Linked DNA regions of Mus musculus: region 2 is linked to region 1. A link is a contact called in public Hi-C data. All regions are on one chromosome and are shown on one strand. Each heading gives the region's core, a stretch centred on a gene start, on an enhancer-like site or on the middle of the called end of the contact. The rest is flanking DNA. Distances are from core to core; before and after follow the strand shown.

Region 1 (5,672 bases), core at 2,717-5,216:
TTATTATTTTTTTTTAAGATTTATTTATTATTATATGTAAGTACACTGTAGCTGTCTTCAGACACTCCAGAAGAGGGAGTCAGATCTTGTTACGGATGGTTGTGAGCCACCATGTGGTTGCTGGGATTTGAACTCTGGACCTTCAGAAGAGCAGTCGGGTGCTCTTACCCACTGAGCCATCTCACCAGCCCCCTATTATTATTATTATTATTACTATTGACCTGACACAGTAGCTCAGCTCTTGTAGAGGACTGGAGACTGGCTCTCCGCAACCACTTTGAGAGATTTATAAGAGCCTGTAACTTCGGTTCCCTGTGTGTGTGTGTGTGTGTGTGTGTGTGTGTGTGTGTGTGTGTGAGAGAGAGAGAGAGAGAGAGAGAGAGAGAGAGATCTGGTGCCTTCCTCTGGCCCCTTTGAGCAATGCATTCATAGGAACATGGCTTTCCGTGTATAGGGCAGGGCCTCCTGAATGAGTTCTTGGGCCAGAGACTTCTTCCATGACCTATGTTATAGTAACTTTTATTCTCCTGAGGTAATTGATGTCTCAGAGGGTTTACTGCCTCAGCTTGCTAACCTAGGCCTAGTCCTGGAAGCTGCTGGCCTCCATACAATCTAATCCAGGCCTAGAATGCTTTCAGCCTCTGAGACTTGCTGCTGAGTAAGCGCACCCTTTCTAGTTCTTTCTGAGCTCTGGCTGACTGGTTCAACTCAGCTGTTCTGGCTCAAACTCCTCTTCAAGATGACTGTTTCAATCTGGGTTCTCTCTCAGCCTCTCCTGAATGGTTCTGTTGGCCCATTCTGTTGTCACCTGTGTCTAGCTTGTCTCCTCTCTATATAACTGTCCTAGTAAAACTGCCTCTTTTTTTTTTCTTTCTCTGCCTGCTCTCTCTTCAGTAGCCTCTCTTTCCTCTCTTCTCATCAGAGTTGGGCAGATCCTATCCTACCACCTTGTCTGGCTCTCAATAAGATATCACTTTCAAACACGGGTGCTTCCTTCTACAAACTAACGCTACCTTCATTGTTTGGGGTTAAAGGCACGTGCTAAGGACTGAGCCACACCACAAGTAAGTAGAAACAGGTATTTTCAGTAAGTAACACAATCCTGAGGTTCACAGTATGATCAGATATCCTGCAACAGACCTGCCTCAAAGTCAGACGCCGAGGAGAGGACAGAACCCACCAGCTCTTCTGTACTTCTCCCAATGTCCTTCAAGTCATGAGGCTCAGTATTGGATTGGAGAGTTGGCTCAGCATTGCCAGACATGGTAGCCCATGCCTTTAATCCCAGCACTCAGGAGGTAAAGGCAGACAGGCAGGTGGATCTCTAAGCTACACAGAGAAACCCTGTCTTGGGGGGAGGGGGGGAGCACTGTTCTTGCAGAGGACCTGGGTTCAGATCCCAGCACCTACCTGAGCACCTGAGGCTCACAGCCATCCATAACTCATGTTTCAGGGTATACTACACCCTCTGCTGACCTCCACAAGTACTAGGAAATCATGTGATGCCCTGACATACATGCAGACAAAACACACCCAAAGAGAAAGAAAGAGAGAGAGAGAGAAAGAGAGAGAGAGAGAAAACGAATGAACGAACGAGCCGGGCAGTAGTGGTGCACGCCTTTAATCCCAGCACTTGGGAGGCAGAGGCAGGCGGATTTCTGAGTTCGAGGCCAGCCTGGTCTATAGAGTGAGTTCCAGGACAGCCAGGGCTATATAGAGAAACCCTGTCTCGAAAAACCAAAGAAAGAAAGAAAGAAAGAAAGAAAGAAAGAAAGAAAGAAAGAAAGAAAGAAAGAAAGAAAGGAAAGAAAGAAAGAAAGGAAAGGAAGAAAGGAAAGGAAGAAAGGAAAGGAAGAAAGGAAAGGAAGAAAGGAAAGGAAAGAAAGGAAAGAAAGGAAAGAAAGGAAAGAAAGGAAAGAAAGGAAAGAAAGGAAAGAAAGGAAAGAAAGGAAAGAAAGGAAAGGAAGAAAGGAAAGGAAGAAAGGAAAGGAAGAAAGGAAAGGAAGAAAGGAAAGGAAGAAAGGAAAGGAAGAAAGGAAAGAAAGAAAGAAAGAAAGAGAAAAAGAAAGAGAAAAAGAAAAAGGAAAAGAAAAAGAAAAAGAGAGAAAGGAAGAAAGAAACGAAATGAAATGGCTCTTTAAGCTCACTTGCCTCATTGTGGGGAGTCACTTTTAGGGGCCCCTGCAGTGGAACCGCTGCACCCCACTCTAGGCAGATTCACACTCCTGTCTGAGTCAAGTAAAAGGCTTGTTGCACCTTCCTGAGAAAAAGGGTGCCCCAGCCTTTCCCTCAGGTTTCTCAGTCAAAAGAAGGGCAGTCTTGAAACATGAGATGCAGAAGGCTAAGAGAGGAGTGGGGCCAGGTCAGAGGTCGGTCCAGCTGACATAACACAGGTTCTAGACCAGCCTGGGCTACATAGCAAAACCCTGCCCCACCAAAACAAAACAAAACAAACAAGCAAACAAAAACAAACAAACGAAAAGGTACGAAGAGATGGAGTGGTCAGTATGAGGCTTGCTGTGCAAGCATGAGGCTCCGCATTGGGAGTCTTAGGTTCCGTGAGAGACTCTTAAAACACAAGAGGTCAGGCCAGGGCAATGGCTTAGTGGGTGAGGCTGGGCAAGGCTGATGATCTGAGGTCAGAATCGCAGTTAAATGCAGTAGTACATGTGTCTGTAATCTCAGTGTCTCTACAGAGGTTGCCCTGCAAACTTGCCCACTGGCTGTGACTGTGTCTTAGCTGACCTTGCTCCCAGTGGCTGGTAAGAACTGGCTCTGAGGGCCGTCCTGTGACCTCCACGTGCACACCCGTAGCATGCGCATGTCCCCATCCCTGTACATAAACACACTAAACAAATAAAAGGGGGATGTGAGCAATTCAGGAAGACGCTGGATGCTGACCTCTGACCTCCACGTGTGTGTGCACACACATCAAGTATATACACACATAAAACAAAGGACACTAAGACCAAGGCAGGACTGGTGGCCCAGGCCTGTAAACTCATCTACTGTGAGAAGAAAGCCCAAACATCTGGGCTGCATGGTCATTGGGTGAAGTCATTTGCCTCCACATCTGACGACCTGAATGCTATACCGGAGACCTACATGGTGGAAAGAGAGGAGAGCCAACTCCAGCAAATTGTCCTCTGACACTAGCTATGGGACACGACACATGTACACACACAAACACTAGATAGATAGATAGATAGATAGATAGATAGATAGATAGATAGATAGATAGATAGATAGATAGATAGATAGATAAATGTAAAAAATAAAAAAGCCAAGTGTGGTAGCGTATATCTTTAACCCCAGCACCCAGGAGGCAGAGAGAGGCAGATAGAACTCTGTGAGTTCAAGGCCAATCTGTTCTATATAGTAAGTATTCTATATAGAACTTACCAGGTCAGCCAGGACTATGTAGAGAGGCCCTGTCTCAAAAAAAAGAGTGGGTGGGTGGGGAGTGGGGGGCTGGGGTGGGGCTGGGCTGGATTCGGCTGTAGAACACTTGCCTAGCACGGGCTAAGTCTTGGCTTTGATGCATGGTGTGTCTGGATGCCTAGGGTATAGTTGAAAGTTTCTTTCCAGCAAGCTCTGCTGGGACTTAGCTGAGTGCCACTGCTCCAAGTTAATTACTGTAGCAATCAAAAGCCCCTGATATGATCAGCCCTTGCTTCCTGCAAGTTTCTGCTTGATTACATACTCAACAACAATCCAGTGATCCAATGGAGTTGTTACTTATATCACTTACTACTAATAATGGATAACACAGGTTCCGAGGGCTGAGTGAATCATATAGGCAAAGTAGCCAGAATTTAGGTTTCATCGTTGATCTTCTATAAGTAAAAGGGAGCCTGTGCAATGTATTTCCTTCTGGGCCCCAAATGTTGAAAGTATCCAGCCAGGATCAACCAACTCGCCTCAGACCAGAAAGCAGGGACTACGGACCCATGGCACCCCCTGGTGGCCGATCAGCGTTCTGCTCCTGACAGGTCTGGCTGGGTCTTGCCTGAGTCATGCCCATTCTTGTGTCTCATTGAGAACATGGAAAATATTATTCAGCCCATTCCATCCTCGGACAGAACGCAGGGTGTTGAAAGGAGGCGGGAACCACAGAGCTGTGGAATGCAGAGGAAGGGTGTGGACAGGCCTTGGGGACTTCAGGGTCGAGGACGAGAAAGGCTAGGCTGACCGGGCTCTCACTTTCGACCTTCCTTAGGAGTTTGCTGGGGAAGTCTGGCCCAAAGCTCTCCAGGTGTTCTGACAGGTTTAGAAGTCTCCTAAACGCTGTTGCTGCTTTGAAAGCTGGGCCTTCTTAACCAGTTCATTGTGCAAATGTTCTTTGTGAGCCTAAGGTATGCTGGGTGCTAGACCCGCTCCTGGGTACATAGAAATAAACAAAACAGACTCCCCACTTTGGACCCCCTGGCTTCCTGCCTCTCACATTATCCCTTATGAACATACTCCTGCCGTGATGCCATTTGCCACCAGGCTCCAGAAATGGAACCGATGTCCATCCGCCTGATCTTGGATTTTTGGCTCGGAAGATGGTGAGATAAAAACTTTCCCTACACATTTAAAAGGAGAAGAAAACCTGGGCCAGGCTGTGGTGGTGCATGCATGCCTTTAATCCCAGCACTTGGGAGGCAGGTGGATCTCTATGAGTTCAAGGTCAGCCTGGTCTACAGAGTAAGTTCCAGAACAGCCAGGGCTACATAAGGAACCCCTGTCTCAAACAAAACAAAACAAAACAAAAACAAAAACAAAAAACCAAAAACACAAGGAGAAGAAAATTCACCAGTCACGCTACTTAACACCTGTGATCCCAACACTCAGGAGACTAAGACAGAAGGACTTCAGAGTCTAAGGCTAGCCTGGGCTACATAGCAAGTCCCTGTCTAAAAAGACCAGTAAGAGAGAAGTGGGGGGAGCCGGGTGTGGTGATGCACGTTTTTAATCCCAGCACTCGGGAGGCAGAGGCAGGAAGATTTCTGAGTTCGAGACCAGCCTGGTCTACAGAGTGAGTTCCAGGACAGCCAGGGCTACACAGAGAAACCCTGTTTTGAAAAACCAAAACAGAGAGAGAGAGAGAGAGAGAGAGAGAAGTGGGGGAGAGGAGGAAAGCAAATCTTTTGGGGCTGGAGGTCCATGTCTCTCCTGTGGGAAGACTCTGAGTAGGCTCTTTTTAAAAAAATTATTATTTATAATGTATGTGAATGTTTTGCCTATGTGTGTGCTTACCATGTACTACATATGTGCCTGGTGCCCAAGGAAGTGAGAAAGGGGCTCTGAATCTCATAGCAGGAGAATTATGGATAGCCGTGAGCCACCATTTGCCTGCTGGGAATTGAACCCTACCTATGCAAGAACAAGAACGTTTAACTGCTGAGCCAGTTCTTTTTTTTTTTTTTTTTTTTTTTTTAAAGATTTATTTATTTATTATATGTAAGTACACTGTAGTTGTCTTCAGATACACCAGAAGAGGGCACCAGATCTCATTATGGGTGGTTGTGAGCCACCATGTGGTTGCTGGGATTTGAACTTCGGACCTTCGGAAGAGCAGTCGGGTGCCCTTACCCACTGAGCCATCTCACCAGCCCTGCTAAGCCAGTTCTTGATGGTGAAGTGGGATCAAGTTTTTCAGATTCGGGAAGCAATTGTCCTATTGTCAA
Region 2 (5,158 bases), core at 2,439-4,938, 670 kb after region 1:
TGGACAGATGGACAGACAGAAAGATGTACGGACATATGGATGGATGGATGGATGGATGGATGGATGGATGGATGGGTGGGTGGATGGATGGGTGGATGGATGGATGGATGGGTGGATGGATGGGTGGGTGGGTGGGTGGGTGGACAGATGGATGGTAGGTGCATCCATACAGGTAGATGGATAGGTGGATGTGCAGGTAGGCAGATGGACAGAGGGTGGATGATGAAGGATGCATAGATGGATGGAGGGTTGGTGAATGTACAGACAGATGTCTATGAATAGACAGATGCAGGGCAGATGAAGAGGATGTAATGCATGCTGGGTATGCAGATAGACAGACAGTGCATGATGGATGGGGGAGGGGTGGAGCATGAGTAGGGAGATGTGTAGACAGACGGATGGAGGGTGGGTGAGTGGATACCAGGTGACTGGGTCGGGAGGGAGACGGCCACATGCCGTGAGTGTGTGAGTGGGAGGTTCAGAGAGCTCGTCTTCCCCTCCCCGCTCAGTCTGATGCCAGGGAGGCCTTAGTACGTCCTTCCCTCGGGAATTCCTCTCAAGGACGCTCTGAGCAGGTACCGGGACCAATATGTGCCGAAGACGTTTTTGGTGTTGTCTCTGTCATATCTACGGCTTTGATTTATCATTAATGAGTGTCATGTTGTGCTGGTTTCTCAACTCCATGGAGCTTAATGTGGTACTCATGAAACGAAGTTTCTAATTGGGAGAGTTTAGGTTTTAAGTTACAGAGGCCATAACACTGACCATAAATGAAAATGATTCACGCTGAGATGTGCACAGACTCTGTGCGTCAGGCTCAGGGAGGACAGTGCGAGGACTGAGATCATGTTCCAGACTGTCCTCCTGCCTCACCCCACAGGCCCAGGAAAAAAAGAAAAAAAAAATTCTAGGCTCAGTCTGAACAAACATAAGAATGGCCCAGGTCTGGCTCAGGCTGGAACTGTCAGAACCATAACCCTTCCATTGCTGTCCTGCAGAGAAGACCCACATGTGGCCATGTCTTTCAGAGTCCCCTCACCTTGCCAGCTGTGCTTCATGGGGAAATGCCTGGTCTCCTCAAATGCCCTGCTCATCACAGGCCCCTTGAGCAGGGCATGGATGGAATCGACCTAGGGAGAAGAAGCTCCCATAAGTACAGGAAGGGCCTGCCACCCACAGTGTACCCCCAACCCCAGCGTGATCAGAGTGATCCAGGGCACAGTGGGGCAAAGGTCCTACCTGGTTAAAGAGATGTTCCAGGCAGCCGTGAAGTTTGTCCTGCTTGTCGGACGGGATGCGCATGTCACAGGGCAGCTCATCCCCTGGCAGAAAGAAGGATCCACAGCCGTCAGCCACAGCTGACAAGGAATTGCCATGGCTACAGACTCAGACCCACAGGCGATGTGGATCTGACAAACTCAGGCCCCAGCCAAGGCCCTGGAGAGAGCCCTTTGCCCCTGTGAGCTTCAGTTTTGTTATGGGCATCGAAGCCTTAGGATTAGCAGCAGGTGACAGCCAGGGAGAGGGACTGATGCACCGCCCAGCTAGTCTTCCCTAGATTTTCAAAAAAGTATTTAATGATATCTATTTATTTTGCTGGGGGTGGCTGTGGTACTCAGGTGGAGGTCAGAGGACAACTTGTGGAGTCTGTTTTCTCTTTCTACCATGTATGTCCAAGAAATCAAACTCGGGTCATCGGACTGGAGAGCGCATACCTTCTCACACTGAGACACAGCACTGGCATCTCTTGACTTTCAAGATGATCTCACTCTGTACACCCAGGCTGGCCTCTTAACTCAATATGTAGCCCAGGCTAGCCTCAAATTTCCAGCAGCTTCTACCTCATCCTCCCAAGTGCCAGGATTGTGGGCAAAAGTCAGCAAGCCTGCCTTCCCGGCTCTCTCGGCTGGAGGGAGCACGTAGCTCACGGGCTACACAAGTCTGTAGAACCTAGTCTGACCTCCATTCCCCTCCCAGGAAATGGATGTAGAATTAAGATTTCTTTTTTATGCAGAGATGCTACTGGACAGACACACGGAAGAACGAGAACAGACACAACAGCTTGAGACCTAGGAGGCTGGGAACTCACGGGGACAAGATGCCTCAAACCCTTGAGGGAGTCTTCAATATGTACCGTGTGGTCACAAAATGAATTTTCCTATTCTTGGTGGTGGTGGTGGGGGCAGGGCTGGGGGCGGACCCAGTGCCCTGTACGTGCTGAGTAAGCATTCCACCATGAGGTATACCCGTGATGCACTTAGTAGTAGTAGTAGTAGTAGTAGTAGTAGTATTTAGTCTGGTGTGTGTGTGTGTTTCTGACACTGATAATGATAATGGCTGGTTCTTCTCTTCATTTCACTGGCTGCTGTGTCCCCAGCATCTGGCTGGTCTTAGGTATATAGTAAATATGTTCTGAGAAACTTGTCCCGTTCTATGATACTGAGGAGTGTGATACGATACAGTAGAACACAGACCGATGTGATGGCATATGCCCTTAATCCCAGCACTCAGGAAGCAGAGGCAGGTGGATCTCTGTGAGTTTGAGGACAGCCTGGTCTACAAAGTGACAGCCAGGGCTCTGTTACACAGAGAAACTCTGTCTCAAACACACACACACACACACACACACACACACACACACACCCAGCAGAATAGCCACCGTATTCCCATTGCAACTTCTCCATCCCTCCCACAATCCCCAGCAGCCTCTCCACTGAGGTCACACTCACCTGAGCCCATCTCGTCACTACCCAGGTACGAACTGTTGCTTCTCACGCTGGTGTAGGACAGGACAGAGTCCCGATTGCTGTTACACTCACTGCAACGGGACAAGAGACACCCTGAGTCACCCTCATCCCAGCCCTGGAATCCACCATCTGGGGTGTAGCCAAAACTCCTAGCCTTGGGCGGACACCCAGCCAGCCAGAGGCAGAGGGCAAGGCCAGCCCGGCTTGGTGTCTGATGGGGGAAATTCGCTCAGGCCCCAGCTCAGAAGCACAAACGGGGCTTTCTTCACTTGGGTGTCTTAGTGTCTGTCACCAGGTTTCTGGGCACTACACAGCTCTCACGAGCTCAGACACACCTGCCCACGTCGCACTTGGCCAAAAGGAACTCAACAGATGAGGCACAGGAAACCGCCTTGCCAACAGCTTTCTGAACAAGGAAAAATCAGAGAGCCAAAGACGTAAAAAGGAAATCGGAGCAGGCAGGGAGTGGATCTGAGACAACGCTCCACAGACTCGGAGTGAGAAGCGGACAGAAAATCCTGCCATAAAGACACCGTGGAAGGTGGCCACGGGAATGAGGCAGATCTGGGGAACACGGGGATGGTGCTGAAGCCAGGTAGGCTGGCAACACCCCACCTCCACAATCCTGTGGCTTCAGCCTTTGCCCACACTACAGACTAAAACAGACTCTGAGTCAGACACTGTGATTTTCCACTGGGGACCCCCACTTCTCTGTGGTAATGAGGGTGACCTGTCACAGCATAGAAAGTCCTGGTTTTGCCTGGTTAACTAATTAACACCCTACTGGTATTTTCAAAATAAATTTAACAATTGCAGAAATACCACTCCCATCCTCGGAGGCAGGAAAACAAGAAAACATCTGACTCCTTGGATCTACAGAAGCCCCACACACCACAGAACCCAGACTCTCGTCCAGCCTGCGAGCATACAGAGTAACACAGAATGAATGGTGTCCATCTGCCAGGCTCGGAGGCCTCAGCTCAAGGCAAGGGACCCAAGCAGGCAAGTTCTGTGGAACATCCTCTGAGAGGATCAGAAGCCCCCGGCCCTGCATCTCCGCCCCACCAAACACACATCGTTAGCCCCAGAGACTGATGCCCTTCATCTTGGGAAATGCCACAGTCTTGACTTTCCCACAGGTCAGAAGCCTCAGTTGTCCGGTGACCTCCTGTGGGCCGCACGCACCTGTAGGAGTCGCGGTAGCTCATGGTGTCGTGGCCCGAGTCTTCCTGCTCGTCCTCCGACACCTTGAAGCACACTTTCTTGATGCCGCTGTGGTCAGTCCGGTCCACTTCACTCTCCTCACTGACCGGTGGGGAAGATGAGGTCTCCTCCACCAAGGATGGGTCACAGGGCGCAGGGGCAGCTGATGTGGGCTCTGTGATGGTTGACAGCAGCCTGCCAGAGCGAGGGAAAGGCCTTGAAGGTGAGGACACAGGCTGGCAGGGCACCGCCACAGGGCTCATCAAAGAGCAGGCTTCACCTCATCTCTGACTCCACAGTGAGAGAGAGGGGGAAGCTACCCAGCAGTCTTTGCCCCTTGGAAGTCCCACCAGCGACCCCATGGATGCCCAGTGCTGCCCCCTGCTGGACCCAGCTGTAAGCACTTCTCACAGGCTGGGGATGTGATATAGCCCAGAGGATAAAGGCTTACATGGGTGTGATCAACCTGTGGGTTGTGACTTCTATATGCACCGAACTGCCCTTTCACCGGGGGTCACACATCAGATAGCCTACATATCAGATATTTATTAGCTGTATGCCTGGGGTCACCATAAAACGAGGAGCTGTATTTAAAGGCTCCAGAATCATTGCCTTAGACTAACCAGGCATGGAAGCTCGTATCTGTAGTCCCAGCACTCTGGAGTTCAAGGCCAGCCTCAGCTACAAGAGACTTTGTCTCAAAATAACAAAACAAAAACAACAACAAAAAAAAGGAAATGTAAACAAGAAACCCAGAGTCTGCAGGAACACCTCAGTTATAAGCACCAACTCTGCCACGGCAGCACACCGTTAGCAGGGATGTCTACAGTAAAACTGTAATTACAGAGTAAAGCGGGTAGTGGACAGACTCCAGCCGCCTGTGGATAGCTACAGTGAACATCCGTTAACAGCCCAGGCTTTGCCGCTGCGCGGGGCAGTGTCTAGAGACAAATTGGGCTGTCAACTGGAGGAGGATGCCAAGGCCCTGAGCAAGCAGAGACTGAGCATGCTACAGGCCCAGGAGCCCCACAGTACAGACAACCACCTGAATCGCCAGACCAAAGGAGGAGCCTTTTAAAAACTTGACTGCATGGCTCTCGCTGAACCAAATGATGATGAAGAATATGAAGATGATGATAATTGTTGTTGTTTATTATTGTTATTATTATTCCCTTTAACATTATCTGGTACCAGGCCATGCACAAGTG

The links. Hi-C and Micro-C count contacts between places; a contact is called where the count stands out from the background.
Region 2: a Hi-C map of cerebral cortex shows a contact between it and region 1, with 5 times the contacts expected there. The contact joins two enhancer-like sites. A contact is called at or near these places in 3 of 484 Hi-C or Micro-C datasets (B cells, cerebral cortex and embryonic fibroblasts) and 1 of 115 datasets of contacts at active chromatin or transcription factors (microglia).

What each region holds. Positions count from the first base shown.
Region 1 is chr2:165,910,450-165,916,121 of GRCm38.p6, forward strand. No RefSeq gene overlaps it. Among named protein-coding and RNA genes, the nearest start is that of 1810021M19Rik, 28 kb to the left of the region's middle. Within about 2 kb of position 3,967, at least 122 of the 459 cell types and tissues checked have an H3K27ac peak or open chromatin away from gene starts, as enhancers often do. A contact at or near this core is called in cerebral cortex, where this site is marked.
Region 2 is chr2:166,579,178-166,584,335 of GRCm38.p6, forward strand. Prex1 (phosphatidylinositol-3,4,5-trisphosphate-dependent Rac exchange factor 1) reads right to left here. Exons shown (of 40, transcript NM_177782.3): 26 at 3,933-4,145; 27 at 2,730-2,818; 28 at 1,240-1,322; 29 at 1,040-1,130. Among named protein-coding and RNA genes, the nearest start is that of Gm29679, 17 kb to the left of the region's middle. Within about 2 kb of position 3,689, at least 6 of the 459 cell types and tissues checked have an H3K27ac peak or open chromatin away from gene starts, as enhancers often do. A contact at or near this core is called in cerebral cortex, where this site is marked.